7 separate regions of the Mus musculus genome follow, and all the other regions are linked to region 7. The links are chromatin contacts, called in public HiChIP or PLAC-seq, Micro-C and promoter capture Hi-C maps. All regions are on one chromosome and are shown on one strand. Each heading gives the region's core, a stretch centred on a gene start, on an enhancer-like site or on the middle of the called end of the contact. The rest is flanking DNA. Distances are from core to core; before and after follow the strand shown.

What was found. Promoter capture Hi-C pulls out the DNA fragments that hold promoters and counts their contacts. A called contact is a pair of places that touch in the nucleus more often than the background predicts. HiChIP or PLAC-seq counts read pairs in DNA pulled down with a chosen protein or histone mark.
Region 1: an H3K27ac HiChIP or PLAC-seq map of double positive thymocytes shows a contact between it and region 7, with 3 times the contacts expected there. The contact joins the enhancer-like site here to the promoter of Ndufa10 in region 7. A contact is called at or near these places in 4 of 39 promoter capture datasets (cranial neural crest, embryonic stem cells, frontonasal cranial neural crest and 1 more), 12 of 115 datasets of contacts at active chromatin or transcription factors (the NIH/3T3 cell line, T-cell acute lymphoblastic leukemia, differentiating embryonic stem cells and 7 more) and 1 of 9 other capture datasets (embryonic stem cells).
Region 2: a promoter capture Hi-C map of the HPC-7 cell line shows a contact between it and region 7, with 7 times the contacts expected there. The contact joins the enhancer-like site here to the promoter of Ndufa10 in region 7. A contact is called at or near these places in 12 of 39 promoter capture datasets (the 3T3-L1 cell line, 3T3-L1-derived adipocytes, the C10 cell line and 9 more), 3 of 484 Hi-C or Micro-C datasets (the HPC-7 cell line, embryonic fibroblasts and ventricular fibroblasts) and 13 of 115 datasets of contacts at active chromatin or transcription factors (the NIH/3T3 cell line, bone marrow-derived macrophages, embryonic basal ganglia and 8 more).
Region 3: a contact with region 7 is called in a promoter capture Hi-C map of liver, with 4 times the contacts expected there. The contact joins the promoter of Traf3ip1 here to the promoter of Ndufa10 in region 7. A contact is called at or near these places in 13 of 39 promoter capture datasets (the 3T3-L1 cell line, the C10 cell line, cranial neural crest and 8 more), 1 of 484 Hi-C or Micro-C datasets (embryonic stem cells), 14 of 115 datasets of contacts at active chromatin or transcription factors (Th17 cells, astrocytes, double positive thymocytes and 10 more) and 3 of 9 other capture datasets (adipose tissue, liver and pancreatic islet).
Region 4: a promoter capture Hi-C map of hippocampal neurons shows a contact between it and region 7, with 4 times the contacts expected there. The contact joins the enhancer-like site here to the promoter of Ndufa10 in region 7. A contact is called at or near these places in 3 of 39 promoter capture datasets (embryonic stem cells, hippocampal neurons and liver), 9 of 115 datasets of contacts at active chromatin or transcription factors (the NIH/3T3 cell line, double positive thymocytes, embryonic forebrain and 5 more) and 1 of 9 other capture datasets (pancreatic islet).
Region 5: a contact with region 7 is called in an H3K4me3 HiChIP or PLAC-seq map of embryonic forebrain, with 10 times the contacts expected there. The contact joins the enhancer-like site here to the promoter of Ndufa10 in region 7. A contact is called at or near these places in 8 of 39 promoter capture datasets (HPC-7-derived erythroid cells, the SN4741 cell line, cranial neural crest and 5 more), 1 of 484 Hi-C or Micro-C datasets (cortical neurons), 12 of 115 datasets of contacts at active chromatin or transcription factors (the NIH/3T3 cell line, astrocytes, cardiomyocytes and 9 more) and 2 of 9 other capture datasets (adipose tissue and pancreatic islet).
Region 6: a Micro-C map of embryonic stem cells shows a contact between it and region 7, with 4 times the contacts expected there. The contact joins the promoter of Sned1 here to the promoter of Ndufa10 in region 7. A contact is called at or near these places in 2 of 39 promoter capture datasets (both in liver) and 1 of 484 Hi-C or Micro-C datasets (embryonic stem cells).

The regions. Positions count from the first base shown.
Region 1 is chr1:91,599,387-91,602,086 of GRCm38.p6, reverse strand. No RefSeq gene overlaps it. Among named protein-coding and RNA genes, the nearest start is that of Gm28380, 10 kb to the left of the region's middle. Within about 2 kb of position 1,261, at least 47 of the 459 cell types and tissues checked have an H3K27ac peak or open chromatin away from gene starts, as enhancers often do. A contact at or near this core is called in T-cell acute lymphoblastic leukemia, differentiating embryonic stem cells and double positive thymocytes, where this site is marked.
Region 2 is chr1:91,566,116-91,568,990 of GRCm38.p6, reverse strand. No RefSeq gene overlaps it. Among named protein-coding and RNA genes, the nearest start is that of Asb1, 27 kb to the right of the region's middle. Within about 2 kb of position 1,575, at least 5 of the 459 cell types and tissues checked have an H3K27ac peak or open chromatin away from gene starts, as enhancers often do. A contact at or near this core is called in the HPC-7 cell line, where this site is marked.
Region 3 is chr1:91,493,338-91,496,037 of GRCm38.p6, reverse strand. It overlaps Traf3ip1 (TRAF3 interacting protein 1), which reads right to left and starts at 1,370. Exons shown (of 15, transcript NM_028718.2): 1 at 1,150-1,370. The coding sequence starts at 1,272.
Region 4 is chr1:91,619,185-91,621,884 of GRCm38.p6, reverse strand. All of the region lies in intron 2 of Gm28380 (a long non-coding RNA gene), which reads right to left. Among named protein-coding and RNA genes, the nearest start is that of Gm28380, 9.3 kb to the right of the region's middle. Within about 2 kb of position 1,429, at least 8 of the 459 cell types and tissues checked have an H3K27ac peak or open chromatin away from gene starts, as enhancers often do. A contact at or near this core is called in hippocampal neurons and thymic regulatory T cells, where this site is marked.
Region 5 is chr1:91,514,845-91,517,544 of GRCm38.p6, reverse strand. The region is part of intron 7 of Traf3ip1 (TRAF3 interacting protein 1); the gene reads right to left. Among named protein-coding and RNA genes, the nearest start is that of Traf3ip1, 22 kb to the right of the region's middle. Within about 2 kb of position 1,319, at least 13 of the 459 cell types and tissues checked have an H3K27ac peak or open chromatin away from gene starts, as enhancers often do.
Region 6 is chr1:93,234,370-93,237,194 of GRCm38.p6, reverse strand. It overlaps Sned1 (sushi, nidogen and EGF-like domains 1), which reads right to left and starts at 1,298. Exons shown (of 31, transcript NM_172463.4): 1 at 994-1,298. The coding sequence starts at 1,206.
Region 7 is chr1:92,472,419-92,475,118 of GRCm38.p6, reverse strand. It overlaps Ndufa10 (NADH:ubiquinone oxidoreductase subunit A10), which reads left to right and starts at 1,361. Exons shown (of 10, transcript NM_024197.1): 1 at 1,361-1,456. The coding sequence starts at 1,382.

The sequences.
Region 1 (2,700 bases), core at 12-2,511, 870 kb after region 7:
CATTTTAGAAAGATGGCTTTCTGAGAAAGGGCTTGGACTGCTTGAGGTCTCAGGAGACAAGGATTCTGGAAAGTGCCACAGTTGGTTGTCAGGAGGCTTAGATTCGAAGCTCTTATTGGCCAGCTGTGTGACCTCAGACAACCCATTCATCAGCTCCCAACCCCAGCTGTTTCTGACAAGGACAGAAAACCCACCTGGGCCAAGCATGGGATGGAACCAGGTGTGCCAGGCCTGGAAGCCAAGTCTCTTGTCAGTGACAGCAATGTGTGAGTGTCAGCTGCCACCTGGATGTCCTCCATAGTCATGCTGGCTGACTTCTGAGTGATCCAAACTATGGCGTATAGACAAGAAACCCCAGCTCTCCCCACTTCTGCAGAGAATGCTTCAGCCCTGATGCTGGGTAAAGTCCTCTGAAAGTCCTAACCCCAGGACAAACTAGCAGGTGGGCTAAGTTCACTGAAGTCAGTCCTTATGAGGCCCACACTCTGACTCAGGGCCCAGGTGTGGTGCCCTGTGTATAACACCCTTGCCCCAGGAGGAAGCCCTATTGTCTGTCAGCAAGGCAAGCCCACAGGGCTCTATAAACTGGCTTTCCTCAGGCCCCTGGTAATCATGGACAGGTGTCTATACATGTCACCAGCTAGGCTGCAGAGATCTGCAGTAGATCTTCATTAACCTCAGCCCCAGGATGTGACCCAAATCAAGCATTTGGGACCTGGGGAGGTTGACAATGACACTGCACACAGACCCAGCCAACAACAGGATCCCAAAGCCCAGGGGCAAGGTGTTGCAACCGTGCCCCACTGCGAGTGGAAGGAGCTATACCGGGCCAACCTCGGCCCATACTGCCAGGCCATGGGAGCTCAGGAAAGTTTATGAATCAGGTCCAGACCCTGCCCCTCCCCCATCCCTCTGTGCACAGCTCTCGCAGTCCTTCTGGCCTCCAGATGCACAGTCTGCAAGCGATTTCCCTTTTGTTATTTCAAGCTTGGGGCCTTGATCTTTTGCCACTTTGGAAGGAGCATAGAAACAAAGGGATCTGGGGCTGTTGCCTAATACTGATGCTGGCTTCACCCAGCCAGCCTCCATCTTAGTCCCTGTGCCCTTGCTACCCAGCTGAGCCTTTGATGAGAGAAAGCAGGCACCCCGGGAGCTGCTCAGCAGCTCCCTCTCCTGTCCCCACAGACCTGGGCTCACACAGAGAGAGCCGCGTGCTCCTCTCAACAGTGGTTGCTGCCAACAGGCTGAGACTTGACTCTTGCCAAGCCCTCTGGTGTCCATGACACCTCAGTGCAGCAGCAGAGCAGCCTGTGTGCCCTGCCCTGAGCAGCTGGGGTTGCAGGCCCTTGGCCAAGCTTCACTCACTCAAGCCCAAGGTGCAGAGTCCCCAGCAGTGTGTTAGCCCACCACCCTCCTGCCATTTGCCTGCAGGCTTTGGGCTTGCACACTTGGCTGGAGACAGAGGCTCACAACACATGCTTGTTGAATGATGATGATCCCAGCTCTGCTACACCCAGCAAGTGCCCTGAGCATCCTTCGGAGCACCAAAAGGAAGGGACATCACTAGTGTTGTTAAAGCCCTATCACTAGTGTTGTTACAGACTGTCACAGAGACCCTGGGGGAGAGGCAAAGAGGAGGGTCCCAGCCATCAGAGAAACAGAGGGAAGGGCAAGCAGGAATGTGGCACCCCAGAGAGAATTGGGCAAATACCTTGCAGACTGATGCCCTTCCTGGGCCAGAATGAAGGAGTGGAGTTTCTCCGTGAAGGAAAGGGAAAGTCATTCCAAGCCAAGGACACAGTCTGGGTGTTGAATCAGACTGTAAACTCCAGCGGGAAAGATATGAAAAACCCAAGAGTAATGGAGAGACCAGTGGCAGAGATCAGATACCATCTTAAGACGGCAGAAGCCCTATAGGGTCATGAGCAGAGCACAGGGGCAACACAAAGGGTAAGAAACCAATCACACTGAGTGCCAGGTGCTAATGCAGAGGGCATGGGGCATGAGGACAGCCCTGAAGCTGCAGAGGACCTGGGGTTCAATGCTCAGGTGATGGCCAGAGAGTCCCTCCAGAACAAGGTTCCAAGGTAGGGGGTGGCATCAGGGAGGGGAAGGATAGTGTGACTGCAAGAGGGGAGCTCTGAGAAGGCGGAGACAAAACTGCAGCGTTGGGCCATCAGGATGCTCCGTCAAGCTGGAGGCTGAGGCTTAGAACCACAGCACCTGTGGAGCAGTCTGGGGACTAAGAGTTCAGGGAAGCATCTGTATTTCAGAGCTGGGGAAAAAGTAAAAAGAGACACAAAAGCCAGAAGAGGATCCTGGGAAATCACTAAGGGAGGAGAGGACACAAGGCACAGAGCTTCCTGCAGAACACTCTCTGACCTCTGTGTTATTCCTCGCCCCACATGGTTCAGGTCCCAAGCCCGAGTGCAGGGGGCTACAGTCACGCTTTCCCAGGTGTCTTTGGTCTACAGGAAGATGCTAACACTCCAGATGAAGGAGATGGAGTCCTAGGCTGGGGAGGTCTGTGTCAAGTTCCAACTCTGTCTCTGGCCAGCAGACACCACGTGTTTTCTTAGCCTCATTCAGTGCTGAATGTGGTAACAGCTGAGCGTTTTCCAGAGAGCCCATGCCAGTAGAAGCTGGACATAGGGACAAATGTCTGTAGAACATAAAGATGGTGCAGCACATAAAAGCACT
Region 2 (2,875 bases), core at 326-2,825, 910 kb after region 7:
TTCAGCACTGCAGCCAGGTCCCCAGCCTCTCCCCTTTGCCCACCTGGCTCTGTAGATTACAGCTTTAGCTTTTCACCTGTTGCATGAAATATATAAAAAATAAGGCCCCCACGCTAACACTGGCTAATTTCTAGTAACTCGGTTTCCCGCCACCAGGGTCTCCATGGTCCCCATTCAGCGGCTGTTCATTCTCTTGTGGAGGATCCTGTTCACATTCCCAGCCATCCACCTGCTGTGGTTAGCTGTCACAAATCCTCGCAACCCGGTCAAATCAAAATTCTAGAGGCTTGTAATTCATCAGTCAGATTTCTTATCAGTAAATTCTCACTCCACAAAACTCCTACACAATGAACTCAGAGCCAATGGATATTGATATAAACTGCCCATCTAGATTGAACACATTGTCCTGTAATTATCTATCCCTTATAAAATATTCATAGCTACTGGCAGCTATTTAAAGCCACGTGGAATCTGGATCATCTTTCTCTTCCTCCATCTTCCTTCTTCCTCATGTCTCCCTATCTCTCCCATCTCTAAAACTCTCAGCCCGCCTTTTTTATCCAATACTCACTCACAGGCCTTATCTTGTGCCTGCCCTCACCTGCATATAGACCACAATCCACATTCAGTGAATGCTATTATGGAGATTAACAGACAACACTTGAAATCCATGGTCCTCTGAGTATCGCTGAGAGGGCATCACTGGGCACAGGGCTCCCTCTAAGCAAGAAAAAGAAAAGTAGCCCAACAAGTGTAGAGCCAGGGTAACAACAGAGAAGAAGTCTTGCCAGCCCTACAGGCAGGGTGATGAGGCATGTTTCTTTATCCAACATTCCCCTTTCAGGTGGTGAGGCAGCAGAAGGAGCCTGCTAAACTAGAACAAGATCAGGATACCTAAAGACAGTTGAAAAAGCACCATCACAGCAAGAAACAGAGGCATCTTGGCTTGAGTTAGAAGTGGGTCAATATAGTCCTAGGGCAGCCCTCATCAAGGTGCTTCAGCAAGGAACTAGAAAGACTCTGGGCACTTATGAGTAGGAAGTCTCGGCAAAGATTTAGAACAAGAGAAAAAGAAACAAATGGAAACATTGCAACTGAGAAATGCCACACCAAATTAAAGAGGCAAACTGACTAGAAAGGCTCCGCCAAGAACAGAGAGCAGAGGAAAGAACGTGAATGGGGGAAGAGAACACACACATAAACCACTGTGAACAAGAGAGGGAAACAGAAAGGCAGGAAAACAAGCAGAGCTCAGACCTGTGAGCTCGGAACCAGGACGCCACCTTTCAGTTCATCTGAGTTCTGGGGAGACAAAAGAGTGGGGAAGAGACTGAACAGGCACTCAAAGGAAGTTGTCCAAGATGGACCAAAACAAGGGGGCTGTGGTGGTTTGAATGGGCAGGGTCCCACAGACACATGTGCTTGAATGCTTGGCCCATAGTGGGGCTATTGTTGCTCATGGGGAGTGGCGCTATTAGGAGGTGTGGCCTTGCTGGAGGAAGTGTGTCACCATGGGATGTGGGCTTTGAGGTCATATATGTTCAAGCTACACCCAGTGTGGTAGACTGTGGCTTCTGCTGCCTGGGGTTCAAGATGTAGAACTCTAATCTTCTCCAACACCATATCTGCCTGCACACTGCAGTGCTTCCTGCCGTTAGGATAATGAACTAAACCTCTGAAATGTAAACCAGCCCCAATTAAATTGTTTTTTTCTTTGTAAGAGTTGCCGTGGTCGTGGTGTCTCTTCAGAACACAAGCTTATTGTCCTAGTTTCATTTCTGTTGCTACAGGGGTGGAGTGTGGGGACACACACACACCTCTGACCAGAAGCAACAGGACAAACTCGGTTATTTGGGTAACAATTCCAGGTCACAGTCTGTTATTGGAGGAAGTAAAGTGCCATCCACAAAAGCATAAAGACCTGAGTTCAGATCCCACGTACCCACTAACAGCCAGTGGTGATAATATGCCCCGGTAACACTAGCACGGGGAAGATAGAGACAGGAGGGTCACTGACATCCTTTGGACAATCATATAGCTGATCTGATGAGCTTCAAGTTCAGTCTCAAAAAATTAGTGGGAGAAGAGTTGTGGAGATGGCTCACAAGTTAGGAGCCCTGGCTGCTCCCAGAGGACATGGGTTCAATTCCTAGAGCCAATACGGTAGCTCACAACCATCAGTAATTCAAGTCTCAGGAGAGCCTATACACTCTTCTAGCCTCCTTGGGTACCAGACATGTGTGTGGTAAAACACATACATGCAGACAAAAATACACATGTACATAAAATAAATACACAATCCAAAAAATAAAATAAAGGGAGAGGGAAGGAGGGGGGGGAATACACCCGATGTTGACCTCTGGACTCCACATATACATGCACACTTGTATACATGTGACACTAACAGGTATACTCAACACACACACTTCTTTTGAGAAAGGGGGGAAATTAAAGGGAAATAAAAACCTCCCAGGAAGAAAATGGTGGAACGAATAAAAAATAACCAAAGAGGGTTGACCAGATGGCTCAACAGTCAACAGCACTTACCACTCTTGCAGAAGACTCAGGTTTGGTTCCCAGAACCCACAAAATGGCTTACCACCACTTGTAACACTAGTTTCAGGCCATCCAATGCCCTCTTCTGACCTCCATGGAACTCTGGGCACATGTATGGTGTCCACACACATACACTCACACACATAAACTAAGGCATTTTTAAAAACAGTCAGTACAATAACCCAGGCTTTAGGGGAGTCTTTTGCTAACCTTCCTGTTTTTCACACTTGAAACACATCTCAAGGTTCCCATTGGCAAGACAGTGAGCAGCTGGGAAACTGCTGGGTCTCATTAGGTTGTTCGAAGCTAATTTAGAAAA
Region 3 (2,700 bases), core at 121-2,620, 980 kb after region 7:
ACGAGAAGGGTAGACTACAGTGCTCAACCTACTGAGACGAGAAAGTCTGAGGGTCAACACTGGGAGAGACCTTGAGCTCTGGACTTCTAAGTCCCAACCATACCCCAAGTTCCACAGCACCTTCTGGAGTACCATGCCCATTCTGTGTACCCCCTGCAGTGACACTCTTGGGGTTACCAAGAGCCCAGACAGACTCCACACAATTGTAACTGTTGTACAATGTTATGTACCTCATCCAATGCAGCTTCCTGGAGACTCACTAACAAATAGAAGACAAGCTCTAAAGAGACATAATGGTAAGTGCTGCAGGTTGGGAGAAGTAAAGTAAGGCAGGTCCCAAGACCTAGTGGGCCTGGGAACCTAACATGGAAGGCACCACTGAATGCTCAGAAGGTCCCAGACAAGGACCTGCACCCTACCCAGGCCTCAAGTATAAGCACAGCCCAATTCCAGAGCCCCAACATACCTCCAGCTCCTAACAGCAACTTGACCCTGAGCCTAGACCCTGTCCCGAGGCTCACACTCAATAAACCGATGTCAGCCCGGGCCTCTACCTCCTCTCAGCCTCACCTTCTGGCTCCAGCACCCTAACCCACAGACCTAGACTCTGACCCGGGCCTTCTATCTCCACCCAAACCACTAGACCAGCACCCGCTACTCTACCCTGACTCCAACTGGAACCTAACCCTGACCCTCACCTGGACCTGGACCTGCACCTCCACCCCTCAACGCACTCTCAATCCAATCAGCACTCGGAGCCACACAGACCTTACCATTGACCCTGATCCTCACCTTCATCTGAGACTAATCCTCATTTCGACCCAAACCCTGATTGGCATCCTACAACGCCCCTCACACTACCCGGTCCCTCAACGCGATCCTCACGCTACCTGGTCACTCGCCTTGATCCGGCCCTAATTCTGACTCTCACCCCGAAACGAATCCTACTCAGACGCGCATCCTACCTCGACTCTCACCCTACCCGGACCCTCACTCCGACACTCGCTCGGTCCCGCACTTAACCATAACCTTCAACACCGTTACCCCAACCCTCAACCCGTCCCGCCACTACCCGGACCCTTAACCCGTTCCGCACTCTACCCCTACCCTCACCCCACCTCAACCTGACGCGCACCAGCCCGCGCCTACCTCGGTGATGATGTCGTGCAGGTAGCGGAACGGTGGCTTGTTGAGCAGCTTCTCGGTGAGCGGCGGCCTCCGGATCACCTTGCCCAGAGCCTCCTGCGTCCGCCGCACCACTGCGGCGTTCATGGCGCTGCCGCCCGCGACCGCTCGCGCCCCTCCTCGCGCGCCGCGCCTCTGCCCGGTGCCCCGAGATGCCCGCCGTCCCGGCGCGCCGGTCTCCCATCCCACAGTGCACCGCAGCTCGCCACCGCGCTTGCGCGTGCCACCAGCACCCGGTCTCTAGGGCCGCGCGGCCTTGGCAACGGACGCGCGCCCGGCCCCGCCCATCCCCTCCGGCCTCTCTAGCTGCTCTGGAGGACACACGCGCTCCGCCTCTGTGGCTGCTTGAACCTGAGCCTGCTCCGCCAACCCGGCGCACCATAGGGCGCTGCACAGCACTGCCCAGAGACCTGGCATTCTGAGTGAGAAAAGAGCGACCATTTGATATTTCTAAGGAGAGCATTTACAGTAACACCCACCAGGAAAATAACACTTCACATAAACTTGGAAAAGGACTTGACTCCTTTCATCCCTTCATTCCTGTTCCCTGCCCAGCATCCCCTGCCTTAGGTAATCTTTAAGATGGTGCCAAGGGGAAGGGTTGTGTCCTTCCACATTTTCTGTGCTCTTGGTTCACCAGAGCGGGCACAAAACTGTGAAGGAGCTAGGCCCTTAGGCTAGGATGCTGCAGCTTTCTGCTACACACACACACACACACACACACACACACACACTTACTTCCCACCTCACCCTCACCACCACCCGAGGCTATGCAGGAGATGCTTCTACTGGATCAGGTGTTGCTGCTGTGCCTGAGGTCTGGAGCTCCTCTGCCCAAACTGGCAGAACCCCAACTAGAACATTGCCCCTGATCTCTCTACCATGGCTACACCCCGAGAGCCAGAATCTTCTTTAAGAGCCCTCTCACTCTGAGCCCCAGCTGGAGTTGGTCTCTGGGGGAGTTCAGAGAGCAGAATTCAGAGAGCAGAAGTCCTGTCTCTAAACACCGCCCCTAAGAACATACCCACCTAGCTCCTACCCTAGAAAGTTCACTCTGAGCAGAATCGTGATGTAGGTGTGGAATGAAAGCTGGAGCCAGCAACTGGCTTGTTTGTGATGCTGGACCAGGTGGTAGGAACTCAGGGTTTTACTTGGAAGATACCTCTGACCTTGGGAATTCTACTGAGGACCTGGAGCCTATGCCATACAACAAAGCGAAGATGATGCTTTATCCTCTCACAGCTTGTGGAGGAGGGCAGAACAGTAAGTGGATCCAAGAACACACACACACACACACACACACACACACACACACACACACACACACGAAGGCCAGAGTACAGTTTTGGCTGCCTTTAGGAGGGCTAACCAACCAGAAGATCTTCAGTCTATCTGGGTATCAAAGTTTTTTAGAAGATCCAGGACAGCAAGTATTGTCAACCAACCCTCTGGGGACTGACCTAGGGGAGGTAACTTTGAAGAGTATAGTTCTATCTTCCAGAGTCTCACCCCTGC
Region 4 (2,700 bases), core at 180-2,679, 850 kb after region 7:
AAAGGGGGGGAGTGGGTGGGTAGGGGAGTGGGGGTGGGTGGGTAAGGGGGACTTTTGGTATAGCATTGGAAATGTAAATGAGCTAAATACCTAATAAAAAATGGAAAAAAAATAAATAAATAAATAAATAAATAAATATCTACCACGACCTTGCCTTTGCACCTGATGTACTGACAACCCTCCAGGAAGAGACCTGCCAGCCAAACAGAAGGCTAAGGTTCACTCAGAGGAGAAGAGAGACGACAGCCTCTGAGAAACTACTGTGTAAATAAATCAGCTCCCCTTGGGTCTGAGAATTCAATACCACCTCGAATCCTACACCAAGTGGCATAAAGATGATCTGAGAAAAGGGACAAGACCAGAGGAGGTCGGCAGGAGGAGAGCAAGAAGTACATGGACTTCCTGGGCGCTTCTCTTCAGTACTGCATGAACCTTAAACTGTTTGAAAACAAATCTATTTTTTAAATGGGGGATTAGTAGGAGGTGGGGCCTAGTTGGGGGAAGTGGGACTGGGCATGCCTTTGAAAGGCACTGAGACACTTCCTCTCTGCCTTTGCTTCTAGTCTGGGGTGAGGTTAGAAGCTCCCCCATCATGCCTTTCACTATGATGTTTGAATTGCCTTACCACACATGAACTCCGGGGCAACAGAGCCAAGTGGCCATGGATGAAAGCAACGAGGCAGTTATTTTGTCAAGTGACAGACAAAACAAAAAACAAAAAACCTGACAAACGTTTGCCTTGTGGAGAATGGAGTCACATCCTATCTCAAAAAACTAAGGGCTGCTGTGATGGTTCAGTAAGTAGAGGTGTTTGCAGCTAAGCCTAAGAATCTGAGTTCGATCCCCAGAACCTGCACGCTGGAGGTAAAGAGCTAAGTCCCACTGTTGGCCAGGACGAGGGCATAAAGGATGTCCTCAAAGGTGTGGCATGTCCTCTCACCTCAGCCCTAGGCTGATGGCTCCACATCTAACTCCCTTCTGCTGAAGTGGTCCATCAGGTCTTATTTGGCCTCAAGCTGGTCCTCTCCACAGCTCAGGGTCTCTTTGTCTGCCCCAAAGCATTCTGGGAATACAGCATTTCTCAAATGCTGTCCCAGGATTCCCACCCTATCGCTATCACAGAGAGGCCAGGGTTCCCAAGAGTCCTCAGGAGTGCTATTCTGAGCACAGTGTTCTCCACAGTAGTCCCTCTGGCATCCAGCCATCCTTCCCACCACTCTGTAGGCTGCTCATGGGGGTCTACTGGGGGTCCTACACTGGTTTCTGCATCCTATGAAGTCTTTCACAGTGCCTTTCTTCTAGCCCTTCTAGAAGACTCCCTGTCATGGACGCTTTGGGTAGAGCTGTGTCCTGTTTACCACCCTGGTAACTTGGTTTTTGCCAGATCCCTTCCCTGTCTCCCATCCCACACAGTGTTTATCACGCTGGAAGGGCAGGATCTGCCTCTCATACACAGCCTGCTCTTCCCCAATCTGCTTTCTGTGGTATAAGTGTGTGTAGACAGACACTGGCTGCAGAAATTTAGCTTCTGAACATGGTGATAATGTTTCCTCCATATTCTGCCTCATTTGGGTATTTCAAACATTGAAAATCTTCAACTAACATGCAGAAAACGTCCCCAGGCTGACCTTTGGCAGAGCGTATAGACAAAGGACATCAACAATGGTTATGGTGTCCAAATAGCAAGGACTTCCCTACTTTGATGCACACACAGGAAGAGAGGCCAGTGGGCTCACTCTATCTTCTTAACTGGCACAGGCATGGCCCACAGTCACCTTCTGTCCCCTCAGACATGCAAAGACTTGGTGATAGTGCCTCCTCAACAGCTGGACATAGACACTGAGGAGGGTGAGAGAGAGAGACCACATTACAGGAAAAACTATACTGCACATCTTTGCTATGAGATGGGAAAGCCTTGCCGAAGGCTCATCCTGCTGGCTAAGTCTTGGTTATTGTCAACTTTCGAACTTCACCCTGGCTTGAAGGTTTTCTGAATAAAAGACAGACTTTTCACAGGAAAGGGCCTTCTCTGCCGCACTACAGTGAAAGTCATCAGGGAAAAAGACTCCCAACTGGGTTGCTTCCCAGACAACCAGGCTTGGAAAAGGTGTGGTGTGACTTTAAGAGAACCAAGAGGAGGGGCCTTGGGAATGTTAAGGAGGAAGCCTTGGCCAGATTGGCAGAGGGAGGGAGAAGTTGCCTCCCCAGGAAGGAGGCTACCTGTTCAGGGAGCCAGGCTCAGGAGACCCTGGGTCTTTGGGTACCTATTGGGTCCCTGGGCAACTAGCCTCAAACAATGGTGGTATGAGGAAACAAGAAGGACTACAGTTTGGAGGCTGGTGTCTAGTCACACATACCCTTCTCCAAGTTGTAAGGCCCGGAACCTCCAAGATAAGGAGATAGTCCATGAGAGAAACATCTAGATTGTCTAAAACTATGTGGGGGCACCAACTCAGAGGGTAGGAGTACAGGCCTTTTCCTGACCTGCATTTGAAAGGACAATGAAGGCAGATGTTGATACAGAAACCAGCAGTCCCCTTGTCAGCCTGAGGGGCTGTAGGTACCAATGGCTCCTGCTCCAGGCCCAGCCACATGCGCAGGGCCTCCTGTGATACCAGGCAGCATATTGCTGGAAGATCTGACAGCTGTGCTGGGCAAGGTCAGGATGTTGCAAGACTGGACAAGGGGATCCAAAATACA
Region 5 (2,700 bases), core at 70-2,569, 960 kb after region 7:
ATGTCTCCATAGGAGAGCAGCCCTGCATGTGCCACATGAGTACACAGGACATCTTCTCATGAGCACTGCAGCAGAGCTCCTAGACAGAGTAATCTGCGGGAGGCAGGAGTTCTTGAGGCCAAACAAAAGAAAAAATGAGCTAGGATCTTTTCTCTGCAGGCCCCAGGAAACCCCAATGTTTCAACACAGAGCAGGGTAATTGGTCAGGGACTAGACACTAAGTCAGTATGAAACTGCAGGGGACCAGAGACAGCAGTAGGAATCCAGAACAGTGCTCTAGGCAACGGCATGAGGGATTCCACTCAATCTAGGAAGAGGGCACAAGAGCATCCTTAGGTCCTTGCCTGCCCATAGACCTGCTGTTTCCTGCAGGCTGGGCTAGGCTCTGCTCACCTCTGCTCTGATCTTCAAGCCTTAGTGAACACAGAGCTTTTGAAATCTAACCTGATCTATGTCACCATTACCATAAACGTCACCTTTCCCAGTGCTCTGCACCAAAGCACTGAGACCTCCTGACTATGACTGCATGAAGTCTCCAAGGACCTGGCTGGGCCCTCTACTCTCCCCTGCCCACAGTTTGCTTCTCATGCTTCTACTACAACATGCCAGCCAACGCAACTCTTCCTGGCCGTGAGCTTCATTGGGGACACCTTCCTGTGAGGAAGGATGGTAGGCTCTCCTGTTTCCCAGGTCACCCTCAGTCCCCTACCCCTCTCCTCCAGCATCTCCTGTCTAATGATTTCTCTCTGTGTCTGCAGCTTCACCTCAGCTCCTGTACCACCTCCAGAGCAGGCAGCCCCCGCCACCCTTCTTTCCCATGCATTCATGGCCTTGGTCCTGACATAGTAACTCGCAAACACTCTGTATTTAAACTAGTTGACAAACATCATCCTTCACCTGGCTGCACTCAGTAGCACAAGGCCAGCCTGCGGGAGGCTCCCAGGCTCTGGGATCACCTGAGGGTGTTCGACCATAGTCCTTTGTAAGGTAAAAGTAGCTGAAGAAAACGTCCATCCAGACTGGAGCCACCACAGACCATCACGCGGCAGCCACATTTTTGGCTGTCTAAAGTCCTCTGAGCAGGAGTGCCCTGCAGGGCTCTGAGCAGTGGCCTTAGAACCTGTTTTAGAGATCATCTGTGACACCCCTAAGGTCACAAATGCCACCACTTCACATTAGGGCCCAAGAGTGTCTTGCCTGTGCTACCAAGGAATGGTCTTTATGGGAAAGACAGGAGTGAGTCCCTTGCCACATCAAGCGTAAGCTCAGCCCTGGCTGCACCCTGAGAGGACATTGGTGCCTGGCAGCTGGCTTCCTCTAGGCTGCTCAGTCTCCTCCCACCAAGAGGTGTGAAGGGGTCATTCTTACCTTTCTGCTTTACTGCTGGCTCTGGCTCAGCGCTCTCCCGCCACAGACTAGCTGAGTTATCATCTGAAATACTCGTTCAGTTAGTATTGGCTTCTCTGATCCTGACATAAAGAGTTCAAAGCTGGGCACGAGACTGCGCCCTGAAGGGCTTGCGACTAAAGGGCTGCCTAGCACTTACACGTCTGAGTTCTCCCACACTGCTACACGCCAAGGATGACGACAAGGGTAGCTTCTAAGAATGTGTGGCTCTGGGATTGCTGCAGGAGGAGAGCTCCAAGAACCTGGCCAGGACCTCAGGCCAGCTGAGACTGGTAACTCCCCAGCCAAACAGTCTGGCCCCACATCCCCAGAACCAGTTATACCAGCTCCCACCAGCCAGGCCTGAAAGCTAAGCTTCACCCACCTGGCACATCAGGAGGGAAAGAGAAAAAGGAAAATACTTTTGACGTGGTACACATGTCTTGACACATTAAAGAGTCTTAAACATTTTCTGCTGATTACTAATGCTCAAGTGTCAAAAATGGAAAAAAGTTCATAATAGGTGGAAAATAAAATACTTCCAATATTAAAAGCAAAGGGGAAAAAGAGGTATTCACAGGGCAGGCTACATATGGCAGTGGGCTCAACTCTGAAAGTGACTCGTCACTCAAGGGCCCAGGGAACTAAACAGCCTGCTTCCCGAAACCCACCATTCAAAGAAGCAGTCCCACCACAGCCTGCCAGGGTTAAATCCCCACCACAGCCTGCCAGGGTTAAATCCCACCACAGCCTGCCAGGGTTAAATCCCACCACAGCCTGCCAGGGTTAAATCCCCACCACAGCCTGCCAGGGTTAAATGGCCACTCCAGTTGGGAAGGGCTACATAACCTAGTGGTGTGTGCCTTTACCAGGAAACTTTCCTTCAATTTATAAAAATACTGGCCTAACAGCCTAATGAAGTAAGAAGGTGCCGTAAATGTTTTATAAAGCACAGCTGAAGAATGGACGTGAAACTCTCAGACCTAAGAGAAGCAGGCTCGGCAGCTACGCGCAGCCGCTGCACGAGGACCCCTGCAGGCTGTGCTGGAACATGAGCTATGCCAAGTCCACGCTGTCGGTCGCACTGGCCCTGTAAGTGCCAGCATTTCTGCTCTACAAAGGCCAGCGGCCTCCTGGGAAGTACAAACACTACTGTCTGTCCATGGGAAGCCACCACACTGTCTGTTCTGTCTGTCTGTCTGCCTTTATCAATTTATTGATTTGGGGAGCCCAGCACCCTACCTCTGAGCTGCACCTCTGAGCTCAGACATTTCACACAATTTTACCCTACTCAAGCTCTACTGGGTTTGTTCT
Region 6 (2,825 bases), core at 49-2,548, 760 kb before region 7:
TGGCGGCTGAAGGCAGCAGTGCTTATGGCGGAGGTGAGTGTGCCAGTGGAGGCGGTGATAGTGGATGTGGTGGCACTAATGGCAAAATCATTGGTAGAGCTAATGGTGATTGGTGTTGGATTCGGCAGAGGGTGTGTGAGAAGATGGTGCTTTAACTATAGACTACGTTGGCTCTGGCGTTTCTAAGTGGATTTGAGTAATTCAGGAGGCTCATTTCACTACAGATCATCCCTTTGTGCACAGGTGACTGGCGCAGGGTCAGACCCTGAGAACATGGAGGCTGGCACTCAGGTTCTGCAATCCACTGAGACCTCTCCAGCATTCGTGTCTGGGGCTGGAGTGAGGAATTACCCTTGGGAGCCCTGTTTAGAGGGTCTGATCTTGGTGGCCAACCTCCAGGGGACTAAGATGGGGAGGGGAAGGGGTAAGCCCCTCTACACTGCCCCTAGCTGCCAGCCCTGCCCAGCGCAGGTCTCCTGCAACTAAGCAAATCATGCCCGAATTCCTTCTGGCTGTGGGCCTTGGGTGTTAACTGTGGGTGAGGTTGAAATGGCTTAGAGAGGGCTGAGACCATCACAAGCCAGATACCCCACTAGGGTAACTGTGGCCAGAGGCCATGTGCCTACTACCACATAGCTCACTGTGAAGGAACAGGATCGAAGGCTCCCCACTAGGCACTGGGGGACCCGCAGCTCTGCGGAAGCCTGTCGAACTCTGCCAACGTCCCAAACAGGTCGGGCCTTGAGCAGCAGGGGCGCGCCGCGTTCCGCTGGCCTGGCTGTCGCCTAGGTGCCCTGGCGGTTGCTCGCCCCGCCCTGCCCACGCCTCTCCCGCCAGTCGCTGTCCGGCCTTGGCCGCGGGAGAGAGGAAGCGCTGTCCTCATTCCACCTCTGGCTGCCGCGGTGCCAAGTTGCTGGCGGCGGCAGCGGCAAGAGTTGGGGTGGAGGGCAGCGGCGCCCTCCCCGGAGCCCCCTCGAGCTCGGGGTTACTCACGTAGAGTCCGGAGTGCTCGGCGCCGAAGAACGGAAAGGGCACCGAGAGTGGTTGCAGCCCTGAGCCGCCGTCGTCCTGCTTCGGGGTGACGGTGTCGCCGCGCTTCGTGCCGAACGGGTAGAAGTCGGCGAGGGCCACGGCAGCGCGCACCCCGCGCGTCCCGAGCCCCAGGGCTGCGGCCAGCAGCAGCGCCCAGGCGGCGCCGAGGCGCATCGCCGGGATCTGAGGGCGGGCCACGGGGCTCGGGCAGGTGGCTGCAGTCACCGCACGACCGACTGGCCGCACAGTTCCCTTCCGCTAGCTCGCGTCGCACTCCGGAGACCCGCGCAGCTTAGGAAGGCGTGAGGCACGACTGCGGACCGCCTGCCTAACGCGGGGACCGGGGTTTAAATAGCCTGCCCAGCCGGCCACTCGGGAGGGGCGGGGAGAGGCGGGGTCATGCAAATAGTGGCATTTTTAACTTGCTGGTCCGCGGAGTGGGAGGGTGCGGGAGCGGAGCGTAGCTCCCAGGCCCTTCTGTGTCGAGGCTCATTAAAGCCGAACTAGTACTGGGTTGGCTCCACCTCCAAACCGAGGCCCTTTTGCTCTCTTGCATTTGGGCTATGTTGAGGTGAGGACTTACAGTCTCCTGTCACCAGCTTAAGGCCTGCCCACAGGAGGAGCGTGGGCAAACCCAGCAGTTCTGAAGCTGACTTGTTGCCCTAAGGCCTGATTTTGAACAGGCTTCCTGTGTGTCCTCTGGGGTCCCTGTCAGGCCAGAGCATCTGGCTTTTCCTGACAGAATGCCAGTCTGGGCCACTTCTCCCTACAACACTTACACAAACCTTGCGTGGCCACACCCCAGCCCTAAGTTAGGACATCAACTTTCAGAACCAGCTGAAACCTGTCCTAGGGTCTATTCCTTTTCTGGTTTCACTGAGGATGAACCTTGGGTCTGGGAGACTCGAAGACTTACTTAGCTTTCTCTCGTGTAAGGACTTTCCCCTATGGGATCAGTCATGCAGCACAGCTGGACAATGTTAGGGAAACCTGCGGGGTAGGCTGGTCACCCAGGCCCTGGGGGCAAGTTAGTTGCTGTGGCTCCTTAACCTTTCTCGATCTTCTTAAGAATTGCTTTGTAAGTGGCTGTCCTGCCTCAGGGGTGCAACCTGGTCTTTTTCTGTGTCCCCTTGGCGCCTCTTGGGGGCCTCAGTTCTCACCACCTTGTCTGCACCCAGATCCTACTGTTGGATAATGTGACTATAAGCCAAGTCTGGGATCCCCAAAGACAAGATGCTGCCTCTCAAAGAGAAGCAAGGAAGAAAAAGAAAAGCTACAGAAGTAGCAGCAGCTGCCCCGGAGATTCTGGTTTGTGCTGGCTTTGCATTTTTCTGGATTTCCCAAAATCTCTCTAACAAGCATGTGCTGTGTCTCAGTTCCACAAGGGACATTGCATATTATTTTTCAAGTATAGCAGAGAGTTCTCCGTGTGTCAGTCAGGGGTACCTAGCTTACACAGATCCTGTTCTTAGCAGACTCACCACTGTGATACGCCCAACCCTCAGCGTCGGGGACCAGGCACCAAATTTAAGGAGACCATTTTTGTTTGCACTGACCACGTCTACCCCACACCTGGTACATGGCTTGCCTTCCTCTGTCCCACCCCTCCAGCTTTGTGTAGTGATCCTGATTGGCAGAGGGGTAAGCCAAGGCTGGAGATGTGAAATGTTTTGCTGTACAGTTGGCTAGAGAAGATCAGCCTCTGGTGCCAGGCGTGGTGACGACTTTAATCCCAGCACTCAGGAGGCAGGTGGATCTCTGAGTTTGAGGCCAGAGTGAGTTCTAGGATAGGC
Region 7 (2,700 bases), core at 112-2,611:
TTATTTTAAATGAATATTGAATTTTGTCAAATGCTTTCCCTGAACCAAGCAATCTGATCACACATAATTATTTTGGTTAGTTTGTTTTTTATATCAGTTGATTTTAGGATGACATCCCATTGCTTGTGGTGCACCACTCATTTCATGTGTTGCTGGATTCAATTTGCTGAGATACTGATATATGGAGGTCTTACATTTTTGTACTGTCTTTGACAGTTATGGCAGCATAACATGCGATAGTAAGCATTATCGCTTCTGTTTTCTGGAGGAGACTGTACATATTTAGTATCATATATTTATGTATAAAGTAAAATTCTTCAGTAAAACATACGTGCTTGGGAAATTTCTCTTTTGGGGTTGAGTGATTTTTGAATTACACTGGAGGGGAGTAGGGAAATGAGATAATGATCAGGATTCAAAAGAAATGAGGAGAGGTTTCCCCTTCCCGTATTCAATGTACTGTAAGGATACAGGACTTTCTAGAAATCCAGAAATGCGGGGGAGGTTTTGTGTTAACTACATGGAAAGTGGTCCAAACCCAACCCAGAACTCCTCATTGTCTTGGGGATCCTCTCCCTATCAGCACTTTCCTGGCTTCTGCGCACTGCACTCTTCCACCTCAGAGGCTCTTGGAGCTGAAGAGCTTTCCAGGAGGTGACTATAAAGTCGGCAGCTGTGGAAATGAGGCAGGGTGATCTGCACTGGAGATATATGGTGGTGCCAGGTCTGTGGCCACCTCAGCTCTTAGCACTACAAAAGCTCAGAACTGCTAGGTCGTGAATTGGTTGCCCCCACAGGGCTCAAGCTGATGACAGGTCCTTCTCTCAGAAACCTAGGCAGGGAGAATGTGACGCCCCTAGAACTCAGATGGGGAATGGACTCTCTCCTCAGCGACCAGAAGGGCGGGGAGCGGATCCTCCCTACAGAACTCAAACAGAAAGTGGGTCTACGTTTGGGCGTGGAGCAGGGAGACAGCACAGATTCTGGGGAGCGAGAGGATTCACCCCACAGAACACCTGGGAGTGGGGGGTCACACTTTTGTCACACAACTCAAGCATCTGCGAGAACCCGAGCTCAAAGCTGGGAGCCTCAAGGCCCAGGCAGGACTTCTAGCCCTTTGCCACTTTCATACTATAACTTGTCTAGGATCTAGGCGCGCTCCTCGCCCAAACAATCTAAGCTCAAGCAACTAGAGCGTCGACAAGCCTAAGCTCCGCCCCTTCCCTCTGGCCCCGCCCCGTCCCAGTTCCGGAATATTTTCTTTTTTCGACAGGCGCCGCGAACACTCAGTGGTGACGTCATGGCAGCGCGCCGCGGACGAGCTAGGACCCCGTCGCGTTCATGTCCCTCTGGTCCTTGAGCCGGCGCAGACGGCGAAGTCATGGCCTTGAGGTTGCTGAGACTCGTCCCGGCGTCGGCTCCCGCGCGCGGCCTCGCGGCCGGAGCCCAGCGCGTGGTGAGCGGCGGGTGGCTCTCCTTGCTTGGATCTCGGCCTGTCGGCTCCGAGCCCTGACGCTCCGGCGGCGTCTGTCAGACCCGTGAGCCGCGAGCTCCTGAGGCCTCCGCTCACAGCACCGGTGCAGCGGGACTCACTTTCCCGGCTGCATACGGAGAGCCGAGATGCCGGAGCTCCGGAGCCTGGGCCCGCATGCTCATCGGTTCAGAAACTGCTTTGTGGAACGCCTTGTAGACTCTGGGGTGACGTGATGTGGAGCAGCAACAGAGATTTGGGGTAGATTGGGGAGGATTAGGACCTTTTAGGGTGCATGCAGAATAATGGGTGACAGTAGGTGCTTAGGGGACCGTGGCTGGAAACAGGACACGTCTTATGACGGCATCATAACTTCTTTGCTTTATAGTAGCTAGAACTACATAGGTGGTAAATCGGAAAGGGGTTGACAGTCATGCTAAGGATTTTTATTTTGAACAGGAGTGATCTGTGTGTGAAAGAGGTATAGATGTGAACCAGAGAGAGACGAGGTGTGTGTGAATGTGAGCCTGGATCGGCACTGTCAGCCTAAGCCCCACTATGAATTAGCACTGTCAGCTTAAGCCTATTAGGATCGCAGTGGAGCACAGCAGCAAGAGCACAGAGCATATTCACAATCCACTCTTGACCTTGACCCTCAGAGACCACACTCCTTCCCCTGTATCTTCACATCACCCTCTTCAGTGAAGTCGTTTCATATATTCACATGTCGGAAGTTCAGTCACACCCCGTTCCACCCTAAGCTTTTCATGCATTGAGTTCATTCTTTATGCTGTGAAGTTTTATTGTTTTGCACAATGAGCAATATTATATTTTGGACTTTACAATACACACAGAGTAGTTCACAGCCCTAAAAAAAAAAAAATCTATTGTCCTTAATATTCATTTATTTCCCACCCTGTCAACTCCTGACAGCCACTGTGCTTTTGATGATTTTTGTCATTTTGCCTATGCTAGACTCGTGTAATCAGTCACACATATTACCTGACACAGTGCTTTCTTTTTTTACATAGACTTTGACAGTTACACTTAGAATTTATTTGTGGGGCTGCACAGCTGTTAAGAGTACTTGTTTCTCTTTTAACACACACACACACACACACACACACACACGTACACAATCTAGACAATATTTCTTAAGCCAGATGTTGTGGTGCACACCTTTAATCCCAACATGAGACAGGCAGATCTATGAATTCTCGGACAGCCTG